Regions from separate parts of the Mus musculus genome. Here region 2 is linked to region 1. Evidence: chromatin contacts called from public Hi-C data. All regions are on one chromosome and are shown on one strand. Each heading gives the region's core, a stretch centred on a gene start, on an enhancer-like site or on the middle of the called end of the contact. The rest is flanking DNA. Distances are from core to core; before and after follow the strand shown.

Region 1 (2,700 bases), core at 192-2,691:
ACACTTTTTTTAATAATTTTACAATTTGGAGAACAATATTCTTATTTAAATTATTTACATTTATATGGGATTAATTGTTGTTACTCTCCTACATAAACAAATAAGAACTTTTTCCAAGTTCCTAATTACAGTATCACTGATAATGTTATATATATGCTCCATGCAAAGGTACTTGGAGGGCTGGTGAGATGGCTCAGTGGGTTAGAGCACCCGACTGCTCTTCCAAAGGTCCGGAGTTCAAATCCCAGCAACCACATGGTGGCTCACAACCATCCATTAAGGAGATCTGACTCCCTCTTCTGGAGTGTCTGAAGACAGCTACAGTGTACTTACACATAATAAATAAATGAATCTAAAAAAAAAAAAAAAAAAAAAAGGTACTTGGAGTCCTCAATTTTTCAGTGTAAAAGAACAAAGTTTGGAGAATTGAATTGAGAGCTCATAATATGAAATCTACATCTTACCAGCAGATGGCACCACAAACACATAAAACCTAAACTTGAGGCTTTGGTTAAGGTGGAAATGTAAGAGATTTACATACATCAGTTGCAAATGAGATCTAGCTTTCCCCAAAGGAGATTCTTCTCTGCCTTTGGTTGCTCTTTATGTGAAAAGGAAACTGCCTTAAGTGGCCTGCAGATTACTCTGAGAGTGGGCAGAGATGCCTCACTAATCATACTCACCCCAGTGCCCATAAACTAATTATCTCCTTGGCCAAATCCATAGACTGACTGTATCTCAGAGCGATGTCTCTCTGCATGGTAGCCATGCAGTATGGTCAGACATGTCAGTTCCCTAGCATCACAGAGAGCTGTACAATAGAACCCAGAATTTACTCCTTGGGGAATGTGTTCTAAGAAACCACATTATTCCAACGATATATGCACGTGCCTCTCCTGCTGTGACATCACAGATTGCTGTAAGTTGAGTTTAGAGGATTCTCTTTCCTAACCAGCCTTGCAATCTCTAAAATGTGTCTTTCTCTTCTGTGTATCAATGACAGCATACTCCAACATAACTTGTCCATCTTGACTCTCTGTATCTGTGCACTGTGGAAGTTAATGTCATTTCTACAGGGAGACCTAACTCTGGAGCAGACCTGCTTCCATTAACCTTTCTAAGTTCCTGTTTTGCACACAAATCCCCTTTGCTGTATTGACTCAAGCTTGCTATTTTTCCCTCCAGATTTTAATGTCTCTGCTTTTCTGGAGGGAATCCCCATGTCTCGTGCTGACTTAGTGTCTCAGCCTTGCTCCAAATGATTCACACTCCTTTTCTATCCACCAGTAGATGAGAAAATGCAGTACGGTTCCTATGGAATGTTGGAGGGACATGCAATGGCCTAGCATGGCTACTACATTGCAGTCTCTCCCATCCCACCCCACTTTCCAGGCATTCAAGTAAACCAGCTTGATCAGGGAGCTTTAGGTGGCCGAGTTCCAAAATCTGCTCCGACAGATTGTTTCTGGGTTTCTGCAGTGACAGCCTCCTACTCTCAACTCTGCCCAAGAATGCCTGAGACCCAACCATTTTTTTTTTTTTAACTTTCACTAGAAGCTGACTGGCAGGTGCATTGGTGAGCAATGTGCTGCATTTGTGGGAGGTTTCAGAGATATGCAGAGGTCCACAGACGTGGAGTGGTACTGCAGTAGAGTCATAGCAGTGCCACTTCTCTTTGATCCTGGCCACCTTCCATGACACTTGCTCTAGCCTGCACCATCCCTTTATTCTTGTCGCCTCTTCCTCCAACCCCTCATCCCTCCCTTTTGAGAAGAAACACCATTTCTCCCATCCCTTCTGCAGTACAGAGGCCCCCAAACCATCTCTCATGGTGCACACCAAGTTTTTTCTTTAAGTTAAAATGCCGTGATCTCTCTGTGTGTTCATTAATCTTCACTGTGATTAAGGGTGTGGAAGCAGCCAGCACCTGACTGTGGTGTGTATAGGAGGGGTCTCTGGCAGGAGATTATGATCAGCTACAGTGACCCCGATAGCATTTCCGTGACTGAATGCAGGCAGCTTCAAAAGCACACACACACACACACACACACACACACACACACAGAGAGAGAGAGAGAGAGAGAGAGACCAGGAGAGACATATGCACACACTCTCTTTCTCTGGCCCCTACACCAACCACCGTGAGACTCTGCTAACAGGAAGACCACCACTGATAGCCCTAGGACTGAGAGCTAAAATCAATGTATGAGTCAGTGGTATTGTGCTAGTATGCAAAAAGGAAAAGAAAAAGAAATGTGTACAAAGAGCTTTTAGCCCAACAAATAATGACTAGCTTTCCCCCATCTCCTCCTCCATAGGTTATATGTGGTGCAGTACAGGATAGTCTCAAACTCACTACGTAGGCCAGAGTGGCATTGAACTAACATTCATCCAGTCTTAGCCTCCTGATGCTGCTATCACCACTAAACTCAGGAAAAAACAGATTTTCCTTTATATATTTGGAATTGCAGTTTCTCTTAAATTTGGCTTCCTGACTATCAAAGTCAAGAATTTTTACAGGACTGATGTGTTCAGGGGGTGATGACAGAGGGCACAGAGACAACCAAAAGCTCTAGAGATCGCCCGAATGCTTCTCAGCTCTGATGGCCAACAGGCTTTTATTTCTCTAGGTGCTGGCAGGATTTATGTCAACTTGCCACAAGCTGAGAGGAGTGACCCTCAACTGAGAAAGTGCTTTTA
Region 2 (2,700 bases), core at 131-2,630, 100 kb after region 1:
TGTAGCAAGAGAGATGGCTAGGCAGAGTGCAGCCGTAGGATCCTCACCAGAAGGAAAACATGAGATGCGTGAGTAGAGAGAATTCAGAGAGGGGCCACTTTCTTACACACACAGACTCCAGATCAGAAAGAGAAACAGATGGGGAGAAGATATAAAAGTGATCAACATTCAACAGATGTAAAATTATGCCCAATTACAGAGAAGGAAAGGAGAGACAAGTCAGGTGTGTTTATTCACTGATGGTGCCATTACTCCCCCCTTTCCCCAATGCTTTTTCCAGACAGGGTTTCTCTGTGTAACCTTGGATGTTCTGGAACTCACTCTGGAGACCTGGCTGGCCTTGAACTCAGTCTGCCTGCCTCTGCTTCTCAAGTGTCGGGATCAAAGGTGTGCCCAGCACTACTTCTTAGGTAAAGTGGCTTTCTTCGAAAGTGCTGCCTGGACTCAGTCCCTCTAGACTCGTGCTTATCAAAAAGTGAGAGAAGCGAAGCCATATGTAGAGCCCAAGGACTATCTTCCAGGAGGTCTTTGCCATGCACTGGGCACCATGTCCAGAGTGGTATGCGACCTGCCTGCTTGGTGTGCACTCTCCTGCTGAGGATGATGTGCAAGGAGACCTGAGCTGACACCTGCTCTGTATGACAGATAGCAAAGGATCCCATATTGCAGTAAAATTGGACACTGTAGTGATGTCTTGACCATGTCAGGATTCTCTGTCTAACCATGGAAAGATTCAGAGAGGAACAGAGATATCAATGCTATAAAGGAGAAACTCTTTAGGGCTTCAAGACAGCCTGCCCCACAATGTATGCTCAAACAGAAATGCCCTTCCTTGGCACTCATCAGGTTTGTGATTGTGGAGCTTCTGACTCTGGCAATAGTTGTAGTTCCCAGGGTGGCCCTCCCACCTCAGCCCTCTGTCACAACCTGCCACTAGGGTCATTTTTCACTACCCAACTTGCAAGCAAATTGTGCATCCTTGTTCAAGTAGGATGGGATAGGATCTTATCAAACAGGACTTACCAGCTGGAACCAGAAAAAAAAATATGTCCATCTGGCCTGGGCAATGTGCCCTCCTGGAAAATTACTGAATAGTGCCAACTTCTGTAAAAATACATTCCTTAAAATGCCAGCAGAAGGCAGAGACTTATGGAGACATGAAGAAATTATGCAGCCTGTGCAAATCCCCATCTATCACCAGCCCTGAGTAATGGGAATAAATGCCCACCCAGCCTCAGTGCCAAGAACATTAATAATTAGTTCATGGGAGCTGTCACTCAGGAATGTCCTGGCGGTGGTTCAGATTCCAGGCATGAGGGGATGTGATGCCAATGCACGGAGCCCACAGAGCAATGAGACATTTTGTTGTGCGTGGGTGGGCTGTCAGAAGCAACCCTCTCTCTACAGAGAGGCAGTGAGAAGTGACGACTTTGGGTCCAGGGATCTTGGCGAGTTAATCTAGCTGCCTTTTTTGTTCTCCCTGCATGCTTTGCAGAACTCTTGGTAGTGAGATCTTCCTCCTGAGGAATAAAGACAGCCAATCAATGCTCATCATAGAACTTTCTTGCCTCTTTCTGAGGCCATTGCCTGCCATGGTTGCTGAAAAGCCTCTTAAGTGACCACTCAAGGTCCTCCTCATGTTCCATCTTACCCCATGGTATGGGCTGGTGTGTCCTCTGAAAATGTATGTGTTCTAACCCCCGTGTTTCAGACTGTGACTGAGTTTGGAAGTAGAGTCTGTAAGGAAGCAAGTGGGTTAAAGTGATAGCAATTAAAGGACATCCGATTTGTATCATCTTAAGAAAAAGATATTTGGACATAGAACAAAGGCTAGACTACATGGGTATAAAAGATAAAAGGCGTCTGCTGTGCCAGCTCAGAAAAGAAGCCAGAGGAAACGAGGCCACGCAATACCTTCTTCTTCGACTTCCAGCTTCCAGAACTGTGATAAGTAAATAACATTGTGTTGTTTAAGCTCCCTTGCCTGTGTTTGTGAGGTTTTATTATGGTGTCCTAGCTGACAGCTGCAAATCTTTTTACTTGCTCCTTAGGCACTGAACTGCCCTTCAGCTGTCTCTCTAATGAACTTTGAAATGTTGACCACAGTAATGAAGTTACTATCAAATATGACCCATGGCTATTATGTCCTGTCCTCATCTGTGTCTTTTTAAATTCACCTCTTGAATTCAGGACTTTTCGCATGTTGAGCCAGTTGTACATTCAGCCTTTCTTCATCCTTCTTCCTGATTTCCATGTTTTTGTTTTTGTTTTTGGTTTTTTTTGTATTTTCACTTTTATGGAGAGTGTTTCACCAAGGTACCAGGCTGACCTAAAACTCACAATTCTCAGTCTTCCTTGCACCTAATCTCCCATTTTGGATTCCCACTTTCTGATCCCTTTACCCATGTTCTTCCCCTAATAACTGTTCCTCAAGTCAAATGCAGGTCCTCTTCTCCATAAGGCCTTCCTTATTTCCCAGGCTGATGGTCCATTGTCATTGAGCTTACGGAGGATAACATCTGACTTGCTTTTGTATTGTCTGTTGCTTCTGGAGTACTGCTTTGTACATTACAAGCCCATATCTGTTATGTAACTAAGAGAAAAACAGAGAATGGGGCTGTAGGAGGGAGTATATGATGCCCTGCCTGGGAATGTGTATGTTTGAAGAGCTGACATGGGATAATAATGTTAACCAGGCTT

Evidence for each region. A called contact is a pair of places that touch in the nucleus more often than the background predicts.
Region 2: a contact with region 1 is called in a Hi-C map of cortical neurons, with 2.9 times the contacts expected there. The contact joins two enhancer-like sites. A contact is called at or near these places in 6 of 484 Hi-C or Micro-C datasets (cerebellum, cerebral cortex and cortical neurons) and 1 of 115 datasets of contacts at active chromatin or transcription factors (embryonic stem cells).

What each region holds. Positions count from the first base shown.
Region 1 is chr2:143,113,465-143,116,164 of GRCm38.p6, forward strand. No RefSeq gene overlaps it. Among named protein-coding and RNA genes, the nearest start is that of Otor, 36 kb to the left of the region's middle. Within about 2 kb of position 1,442, at least 12 of the 459 cell types and tissues checked have an H3K27ac peak or open chromatin away from gene starts, as enhancers often do. A contact at or near this core is called in cortical neurons, where this site is marked.
Region 2 is chr2:143,216,896-143,219,595 of GRCm38.p6, forward strand. No RefSeq gene overlaps it. Among named protein-coding and RNA genes, the nearest start is that of Otor, 140 kb to the left of the region's middle. Within about 2 kb of position 1,381, at least 19 of the 459 cell types and tissues checked have an H3K27ac peak or open chromatin away from gene starts, as enhancers often do. A contact at or near this core is called in cortical neurons, where this site is marked.